Regions from separate parts of the Mus musculus genome. Here region 1 is linked to region 2. A link is a contact called in public HiChIP or PLAC-seq data. All regions are on one chromosome and are shown on one strand. The core of a region is the stretch at or near the end of the contact, and the rest is flanking DNA. Distances in the headings are between cores, read along the strand shown.

What was found. HiChIP or PLAC-seq counts read pairs in DNA pulled down with a chosen protein or histone mark.
Region 1: a contact with region 2 is called in an H3K27ac HiChIP or PLAC-seq map of oligodendrocyte precursor cells, with 5 times the contacts expected there. The contact joins the enhancer-like site here to the promoter of Sorcs3 in region 2. A contact is called at or near these places in 5 of 39 promoter capture datasets (embryonic stem cells, frontonasal cranial neural crest, hippocampal neurons and 2 more), 2 of 484 Hi-C or Micro-C datasets (3T3-L1-derived adipocytes and nephron progenitors), 7 of 115 datasets of contacts at active chromatin or transcription factors (embryonic basal ganglia, embryonic forebrain, embryonic midbrain and 4 more) and 2 of 9 other capture datasets (adipose tissue and embryonic stem cells).

The regions. Positions count from the first base shown.
Region 1 is chr19:48,428,058-48,433,097 of GRCm38.p6, reverse strand. The region is part of intron 2 of Sorcs3 (sortilin-related VPS10 domain containing receptor 3); the gene reads right to left. Among named protein-coding and RNA genes, the nearest start is that of Sorcs3, 220 kb to the right of the region's middle. Within about 2 kb of position 3,222, at least 36 of the 459 cell types and tissues checked have an H3K27ac peak or open chromatin away from gene starts, as enhancers often do. A contact at or near this core is called in forebrain, hippocampal neurons and oligodendrocyte precursor cells, where this site is marked.
Region 2 is chr19:48,204,234-48,209,304 of GRCm38.p6, reverse strand. It overlaps Sorcs3 (sortilin-related VPS10 domain containing receptor 3), which reads right to left and starts at 3,280. Exons shown (of 27, transcript NM_025696.3): 1 at 2,508-3,280. The coding sequence starts at 3,125.

The DNA of each region.
Region 1 (5,040 bases), core at 1,973-4,472, 220 kb before region 2:
AAAAAAAAGACAGCATCTTCAACAAATGGTGCTGGTCAAACTGGATGTCTGCATGTAGAAAAATACAAGTAGATCTATACTTATCACCTTGCACAACAGGATCAAATAGATCAAAGACCTCAACATAAAACCAAATACAATGAACCTATTAGAAGAGAAAGTAGAGAATAGCCTTAAATGTCCTGACACAGAAAAGGACTTCTGAACAGAACAACATGAGCACAGACATTATGGTTAACCATTAATAAATAGGACTTCTTGTATCTTGTTTTGTCCTGTTTGGCTACTGTCTCTTGGAGGCCTGTACTTTTCTGAAAGTAAAAAGGGGAACTAGATGTAGGTGAGTGGGAAGGTTGGGGTGAGCTATCAGGAGTGGAGGGGGTGAATTGAAAACTGTAGTCACAATGTTTTGTATGAGACAAGGAGCTACTTATAATATAAATAAGTGAAGGAATAGATGGATAGATGATCGATAGATAAATAGATAGATAGATACATAGATAGATAGATACATAGATAGATACATAGATAGATAGATACATAGATAGATAGATAGATAGATAGATAGATAGATAGATAGATAGATGCATACATACATAGATAGATAGATACATAGATAGATAGATAGATAGATAGATAGATAGATAGATAGATACATACATACATACATACATACATACATACATACATACATAGATAGATAGATAGATAGATAGATACATAGATAGATAGATACATAGATAGATAGATACATAGATAGATAGATACATAGATAGATAGATAGATAGATAGATAGATAGATAGATAGATAGATAGATAGTTTCAGGACATTGAAAGAATAAACAAATTATGAATAAAATGTAAAATAAATGAAATCTCATGAAGCTGAGACACTTCTGCATGGCAAAGGACAGCGTCATTCAGACAGAGCAGCAGCCTACAGAATGGGAAAATATATTTTTTTATATATACACATTCAATAAAGGGGTACTATTCAAAATATATAAAGAACTCAAGAAACTAGATATTAAGAAAAAAACTCAATTCAAAAGCGGGTTACAGATTGAAACAGAGAATTCTCAATAGAGAAAACTCAAAAGGCCAAGATGCACTTAAAGAAATACTCAACATCGTTATCCATCAGCAAAATAAATGCAACTGCTTTGAGATTCCATTCTACATCTGTCAGAATGGCAAGGAGCAGAAACCTAGTGGCATCTCATGCTGTTGAAGATGTCAAGTGAGAGGAATATTGTGGATGGAGTGCAAACATGTACAGTTACCATGGAAATCACTGTAGCAGTTCTTCAGGAAGATGAGAATGGATCTACCTCAAGATCCACTTGGGCTATAGCACACTTGGGTATATACCCAAAAGATGTTTAATCCTACCACTAAGACCTTGATCAACCATTTTCATTGCTGCTCTATTATATATATATGTGTGTGTGTGTGTGTGTGTGAATGTATGTATGTATATATATATGTATGTGTATATATATATATGTGTGTGTGTGTGTATGTATATATATATATATATATATATATATATATATATATATATATACATATATATCATCCTGAGTGTGGTATCCCAGACCCAGAAAAACAAATATGGTATGTATTCACTTCTATGTGGCTGTTAGCTGTTAAGTCAATAATCAAACTTCATTCCATAGAAACACAAAGGGTAGTAAGGATAGATCTTATTAGGAAAGATACAAATAGATCTTATTAGGAAAGGGAAATAGAATAATTATGAGGGGATTGAAGGTGGATTGTAATGGGAGGATCAAGTGGAGAAGAGGAGAAGCTGATGAGAGGGAATACAGAGAGAAATAGATAAAATTAATGGGTATTTGAGGGGTAGAATGGAAGTCTAGAACCAGCAGTCTCAACTAACCTTAAGGAGCTCTCAGAGACTGAGCCACCAACCAAGCAACATACACGGGATGGCTGAGGCCCCTGAACTTAGATAGCATGGGACTGCCCAGTCTGGTCTCCGTGAGAGATGTGCCTAATCCTGGAGAGACTTGAGGCCCCTGGGAATGGGGAGGTTTGGGGGGGTTGGGGAGGCATTCTTTTGGAGAAAAGGAGGAGGAGGAATGGGATGAGGAACTGTGGGAGGAGGGACTGGGAGGGCGAAATGGCTAGAATGTTAAAAAAAAAAAAAGACTATTTAGATGTATGCCTTATTGTTTCATTTACCAAAATCTGTCAGACAGTCAAAAAAAAATCCCCTCTGTCAAGCAAAGAGGAGAGATTGCAGATGAAGGGAAGACAAGCCCACTGGTTTTTTACTCGGATTTCTTTGCTTGGCCATATTCACAATCATCTCCCTTAACTCTGTGAACTTCACCTGGGCAGTGCATCTCCCTTTTTTAATGGAAATCAACTGTCTAACCGTATTTACATTACCATAATAACCCAACAAACTTGTTTAATATCAGAAGACTTACTGGAACAGATGAATAGTTTCAGTATGATATCCAGGGGACAGAAATTCAATTAAAACCTGCAAGTAGTGTGGAAAGAGGTGGTTATTGCTCAACACATACCACGGGGCCCTTCGCTGAAGCACAGCTATTAGCCGAACTGGTTGAGAAATCCTGTTTTCCTTTATGGCAATCTGTTAGCTTGTATAAAGTTAAATTAATAAAAAGCACCAACTGCCTCTGTGGTGAGAGAGCAGAATGAGGCCAAAGGCTAGTTGCATATTTTATAATTATGGATTAAGTGCATTATGCCAAGCGAATTAAAGATATGCCACGATTATAATAAAAATGAGAGACTGCACATCTCCGAGCAGTGATTGTGTGGCTATCGCATTTGAAGGCGCCGATGCTCTACCTAGCAAAGGCAATTGTTTCCCCCATAAAAAAAGAGGGAGGAAATTACCTGCCATACACACATTCCTTCAGTAGGTAGACCGGCGCTTGTGAAGACAGTTGTCTGAAAGCTAAATTGAGCTCTTGACTGCCTGTGCTGTGCTCAGAATGGACTCCAGAGCTCAAGAGCTGCTCCACATCCCTAAGGGGGTGCTTCAGAGCATAGAGGCTGCCAAGCCCATTCAGGAATGACAGGGTTCCAACCAGGAGGAATCTCATCTGCAGCAAACCAAGGGTTTTATCCCACCCACTGATGCAAAGGAAAGGAAATCCTCAATGAGGAAATCGGCAGTCTGCCCCTCCTCCAGCCTTCTGCACTGGGAGCCTTTGCTGTGGTTTTCTGATAGCTTTTGCAGACAAGAAACAAAAGTTCCTTTGTGTGAACATGGCTGACACTTGGGCATGCCCTGCTCTCTGCTACAGAACGGGGCAGACCTTCTTTATATCTTTCCTTGTCCTTTCTTAACACATTTGTTATAAACAAGTGTCTCTCTTGCTGTCTCTCTCTGTCTCTGTCTTGATGGGGGGGGGGGGGAGATGTGCCCACACATATGCACATGATTATAAATCATGTTCTGCAAATGGAATATCAGTCTTTCCAGCCATAAGCTTTCACGCATAGCAAATGATGATGCTTTCAGCACATAAGACAATTTCCCTTCTGCCAAATCTTCAGCATATTGTACTTTTCAGAAAACAAACTTTTCAACCCATATTGTTCATAGCAGTGCGTAGGAGTGGGCATGTGCATGCACATTTGGGCAAGCACTCATACATGAGGAAATGAAGCCAGAGAAGAGAAGCTCATCAGAGCCCAGATACCTTCTGCCGTCCTTTCTCTTCCTCTTGCTATGAGAATACTGTCTAATAAAAGCAACTTCAAGGCAAAGGGGTCTATTCGGGCTCACAGCTCAAGGGTTCAGCCCATCTTGGGAGAGTAGGTAATATGCAAGGACTTTGAAGCAGCTGGCCCTATCAAGAAGCAGAGAGCTATGCATACACTCTGCTCTCAGCTCCCTCTCTCCATCCTTGTAGTCCCAGATTCCCTTGTAGTTCAGGACTCTCCAGCCAGATAATGATGCTGTAAACAGTAGGCAGGTCTGTTCACCCATAGTAATGGAATGAAGGAAACCCCCACAGGCATGCCCAAAGGCTTATCTCCTGGGTGATTGATTCTAGATTCTTCTGACAGTTGATATGAACCATCATAGCCTGAAAGAGGGCACCAGGGAAAGTAGCTCCTTCCTTCCTTCCTTCCTTCCTTCCTTCCTTCCTTCCTTCCTTCCTTCCTTCTTTATTTCCATCCTCTATCTTAGAGGAGAAAGAAGAGGAGAGGGGCAGAGGATATGACAGCATGTTCTCAACTTCCAGAACCAGAGTCCTACGAATCTGAAGGATGGAACCCAGAATGGAGTTTGAGGATTATCATCCACTGAAGTCAGGTTATCCTGATGCACATTCAATCTAACACCAAACCCTCTTATTTCCTTCCCTTCCACAAAGATCCTAGCAGACAGACTCTCAGGGGCACCTCACTGCGAGAACCCCTCCAGTTACTGACAATGAGCCAAAACCCTAGAGACAGAAGAACAACAGCCAACAGTCAAGGGTCACTAGAGAGATGGTAATGGTGGCTTTGTTGATGACTTTAGAGATCTTTAGAAGGTTCTTGGTCTAATCCCTTATAGATACCAAGGGACAGCCATTAAAAGCTTCATGAGACAGTTACAACTACACTAATATTATTGTCTTGGGCACAGAGTTTTGGGCTAGGATTTGGTTGACAGGCTGTAAAGTCTGTGTGCTTCATCCAGCCAAGCTGATGGGCGCTGAGTTATATTTAGCATCCATGGACATTGTAAGAAAAGGAAATAGAGGACTGCCACCTCACCTAAAGTGTTAACTATGTCCCACTCAGGACTCTAAAAAGTTGCAAGGGGGTAAAAACTCATGCCCTCTCAGTGGGGTTTAAGAGGCCTAAACAAGTACAGCCCCCATTCCAAGCCTGTGTATCATTTTGGGATCTCCCTTCTTTCACCTCAGCAGGTATCCAGAATGGGCAGAATTGATATCTTTCTAAAAACTCTCTCTCTCTCTCTCTCTCTCTCTCTCTCTCTCTCTCTCTCTCTCTCTCTCTCTCTCTCTCTCTCTC
Region 2 (5,071 bases), core at 2,031-4,530:
CTTAAATATTTCTGATTGTAAACTCTATCAGAGTAGAGCTCAGCGTTCAGCGGACTAACACCCACCCACCACCAAAGAAATCCATTATCAAGAGCTGAAGTTCACCACAGGCGCCTGGGGGAAAAAAGCAAAAAAAAAAAAAAAAAAGAAAAGAAAAGAATCCAAACTGCTAATACTGGTCAGAAAGCCTGCTTAATGTTTCAGCTTCCATTTTTTAAAAAAAAGGTGGAATTGTCTTTCCAGGTCAGAAGACCCTGCTAAGGCCCTATGACATCTTCCTGCACATAGAAACAGTATGTAAAAAAAGACCTCCTCATCTTCTCACCTTCTCTTCTTGCTGTTGGCAAAGGAGGGAAAAACACTGCTGAAGCTGCTCGCAGCAACTCTCCCAAAGAGCTCTTCCTCTTTATAGAGCATCCCAGGCTATGAACTAGCTGGTTCATAGATGGCTCAAATCTCCATGCTCAACTGGTCTGCTACCCAGGACATTTGTCCCTGTATTGATTGAAGGGGCATTTTCCAGTGGGCACAAGCCAGACCATCCCTCGCATCCTTTGCCAATCAACCACCCTAAAGCTGGACAGAGAAGGCCATGCAGTTACCTGTTTGTGAGAAGTGCTTTCTCTCTAAAGTCCCATCTCCAGGGGTCTTTGTCAAGATTTTTTAAGTGACTCTTAAAATTAAAGCAGGGATGGAACACTTCCGGCTGAGTGAATTTGGTAATAAAGCCTCGCACATGTACAGCTATCCCCTCCTCAAGGACGAGAAAACCAAGAACATTTCCTCACTACTCCTAATTATCAAACTTAAATGAAGTCGGAACTCACAAGCTCTGCTTCTCCCTCTCCTTGTCCCTCCCCCTCTGTCTCTATATCTTCTTCCCTCCCATTCCTCCCCTGCTCTGTCCACACACAAACATCTCCTGTGGACTTGAAAGTAAGTCTTCAGTCGCCCAGCCCTGCAAAAGTGCATCTTTACTCAAAGTTATCCAATCCAAGCCTTGGGGGTGGTGGAGCTATCTTGATGGAGATAGGCAGATGAAGCCATTAGTCACCAAGCTGCCCTGTGTGTTTCCACTCTTCTCCTTAGAACCCAGCATCTGGTACTCAGCCCCACCCCCACTGTGTATCACTGACAACCAGTAAATCTGTACTTGGTTACTGCTTGTGTGATGAGCTCTGCGGCCCCCTGGCTTCCCTGTTATTCAGTGCTCAGCCCTGTGACCCCCACGCTCTGGCAAAATAAGGCAAACATTTCCCCAGGAAGTCTTTTTCAAAGGCCTGTCATGAGGGGAGATACAAAAGAGGCAGCACTTTCCAATAAATGAGCTCTCAACGCTGCTTGTGAATCCCTAGTCCTCTTAATGGAACCCCTGCTCAGCCCTAAGTCTGGTTCTCAACTGAACTGGAAAGTCACACCAGAAAGAAAAAGAAAAAAAAAAAGGACGATTGGCAAGGCCAGGTGAAATAGCACAGCGATCATCGGAGGAAAGGGGTTTGGAGGAGCCAGTTCTTGCTGGGAGTATTGAGGAGAAATGAGCCGGTTAACCAGGCTCTGCCCGCGGCTGCCCAAATTAGACCCTATTCATCTGGGCACCCCGTTCCTGAGCCCTGAAGCTCTGGAGCTGGCGTAAGGAAGGTGCCACCTCTTGATGCAACAAAATCTTGTGGGCCCAGATGGCAAGGGAAAAGGGGGAAGAGATGTGCTCAGAAAGGGCAGGGTCTCAACTTTGATCCCAGAGTCCCTGAGCCATTTGTGAAGCAGGACACAGAGGCAAAAGTGAGTTTTCTGCTCCCCTACTCGTGCGTGCAGAGCGAGCAGGAGCACGAGGATAAGCAGTAGGAAAAGGGTGTGGAAATTCGCTTCACGCCTTAAACTTTTTTCCCTGCCTGCCCCCACTAGGAAAGCCTTCCAGCTTGGATGATGCAGCCCGGCTCCCAGCCTGGCTAGAACGTCATGTGCTGAGCAGCGACCCCAAAATGAACAAGTGTTCTGCTGTCCCTGTGGCCTCAGTCTCCCTAGCTCCCTGGTTCCCTTCACATGACCCCAGGGCTAAAAGGGAGCTCCTCCAGTCTCGGGAATTTGTCTAGAGATTTCTCCACATCAGCCCATGTTTACACTCACGAATTCAAGCATCCATCCTTTCCCCAGAAAAGAAAAAGTCACTCTCCGACCTGGATGCGGGAGAGAGTGACCAGATTCCTCACCCAGACAGCTTTTAAGACACACTTTCCTCTTAGCCCTCCAGACAGCCTCAGTACTGGGGTCTTCAGTAAACAGATGCACACGCCATCTTATAACAAAACTCGGCTAACCTGTTGGGGGCGTGAAGTGGGCAGGACAAACCCCTCTCTAAAAGTCCGGGGATTCTGATTCTCCTTCTGGACCCTGAGAAACTATCTGTCCCTCGCCCCTCTCCTCACCCCCCCCCCCACCACCCCCCGCCTCCCATTACCGTTACCCTCGGCTGTCAGGAGACTAGCGATCTGTGCCAGATGGGTACTCACACTGCTGTTGTGTCCCGACCAGTGCACCATGGCTTGGTTATGAGCCGAGTCCCCGGTCAGTGCAAAAGACGTGCTGGGCAGCCGGAGCTCCTCAGTGGACGCTCCTCCAGTCCGCGTCGCCCTCACCTCCTCTCGCGAACCCTTGGTGTGAGGACGGCTTCCTTTGGCACCATCTGCGAGAGCAGTAGCCCAAGAGTCCCCGCGCTCCAGGGGGCTTGGGGGCTGCGCCCGGCGAGTCCTCCTCGCACTGCCCGCCTGGCTAGGAGATGGAATGCCCGGGACCCACCTAGCGCCTTCAGGCGACATTCCCGCAGCTTCAGTCCGTATCTCCCCGCGGCTCGCCTGGGATAGTGGCTCTAGCCTGGACCGGCGTCTCGGTGCAGCGGCTCTCCGTGCAGATGCCAGCTCCTCAGGCCACCGGTTCTCCGCTGCCCGTGGCAAGAGAGGAGGCAACACTGGTGGTCGTGAAGCCGGGGACACCAGGCGCCCCGGACCTCCTGTCGCGCCCCAAGTGATCTCGGCGCCGGCCAGGACCCATGTTGACAAGAGCAGCAGCCCAGTCCGGGCGAGGGGTGCCCCGGGCCAGCCTGCGGGGCGCTCAGTGCCTGCCGCCTCCATCCCGCTGCGGCTACCACGGCTCGGGCTGCCGAGTGTGTGGCGCCCGCCGAGGTGCGGGTCCGATGGAGGGGGGGTGGGGGGTGCTGGAGGGATGCGCGCGCCGGCAAGCAAGCTAGCGAGTGTGTCAGGGGAATGAGGAGGGGGCGGCCGGGAAGGAGGTGGTTCGCCTGTCCCTTACACTCTTCCCCTCTGGATCGCTTGCTCCCAGGTCCAGAGGGTGATTCCAAAACCCAAAGGCAGTTTATTAAATGCTCTCTCGATGCTCTGGCCGGTTTGATGCTGTTGTTAAAATGCCCCCCCTCCCAATCTTTTCCACCGACCTCTTTTAAAAAATTTGTGAAAAGGAGTGTTCAGAGGGAATAGGGAAATCCTCTTAAAATGGGCAACGCTAGCTGGATCTTGGAGGAGGGGGGGGGGGGGCTCACAGCAGACCCTTATCCGGAGTCTTTCGGAAATCCAACCACCAGCCAGCCAGCTTCGGGCGCGGAGTTGGGAAGCCGCTCCTGGCTGCGTTTGGGGATTCACTCTTCGGTCTGTTCTTGGGAGCGGGAGACGGCGTGCGGGAAGTATAGGGTCTCCGGGAGGAGAAGGAGGAGTAAATTATCTCCACTGCCAACTGTTCTCGATCTGGAGACCAGGGCCAGGCGGGAGCTACCGCTCTGAAGCCAAGCGCGGGATGGACCCACGACTCTGCTCTGGGCTCCCCGCCCCCGGAGGCCTGCGCCCCCTCCCGGTGCGGGGGCGCGGGGAGTGCGTGCGTGCGCGTGCGTGCGCGCAGGCGAGAGAGGGAGAGAGGGAGACCAGGGTGTTCCAGGGCTGGAGGGAGGGCGCCTGGGGGGTCGGTACCTGGTTGAGCTGGGGGGGGGGGGTGTTGCTGGGTGTGCGGGGGCGCGCGGCTCCCTGCGTGCGCGTTTACACTGGCTTGTGTGAGTGAGAGCGGCGGGGCGGGGCGGGGCGGAGTGCGAGGTGCGCTCCGGCCGTGGGTGCTCGAGAATCACGCATAGGCTGTTTGCACATCCAGAAGCCTGTGAGTGGTCAGAGGCAATGTGGAGAACAAGGGTAGCACCCCTCTTCATGAGGCACGGTCCTCCAGCACCTGTGGGCGTCATCAGATTAAGCCGCCTGGAGGTCTGGAAAGCGAGCCTGAAAGCCGCCGGGCAAAGCAAAGGCTGATATTCTGGGGACCCTACACTAGATGTGGGAGGACAGTAGTAGATCCAGGTCCTGTTTTCCTGCCAGGGACTGCTAGGTCTTGCCCTTCTGACCCCCAGACGCGCTTTTGAGCAGGGCCACTTGTTTCAAAGTGTCTGCCACTATTTGGAAGGTCCCCTGCCCAAAGCAGCAAGCATTTATCAGGTCCCCTGTCCCCCGTGGCAGGAGGGTATGCGCGCCTGATGCGACTGGGACTCTTCCAGACCTCAGGAAGACAGAGACTTTGGTGAGGTGGAGAGAGGGGTGCTAAGCTTGAGGGCTGGCTGGAGACGTGGCTTACAACCTTTAGGACAGGTGGCCTCCAGGAAACACCGGAAAAGGATGGGGGAGGGGGGAGTGCCAAGGCTAAACGAGGAACATAGCCTCCAAGTTGTTCCTTCCCCTTAGGAATTAGAAGAGATTCTTTGTAGAAGGTGAAAGCTGGCGATGGAAGAGGAATTGTGGTTGGAGGTGTGAGCAAACAAAGAGGGGAAATGGAAGAGGGGAGGGGAGAGGATGATGCGAAAGAAGAGTAGGAACTCTGAGAACACCCTGGGAAAGATCAGGTGTGCTGCGATGCGAAGGAGCGGGGTTCTGGGCCTGAAGGATGCAAGCCAGGGATTCCCGGGAGCCCTCGCCTTTTGAACTTGCTTTCCCACCAAAGCTAAAATGAAAATTGGGAGCGGAGAAGATGGCTAGGCTGGACAAAGAAGACAAGGGTAATTCCCACCAAGAATGAAATGAACTTGGCATTC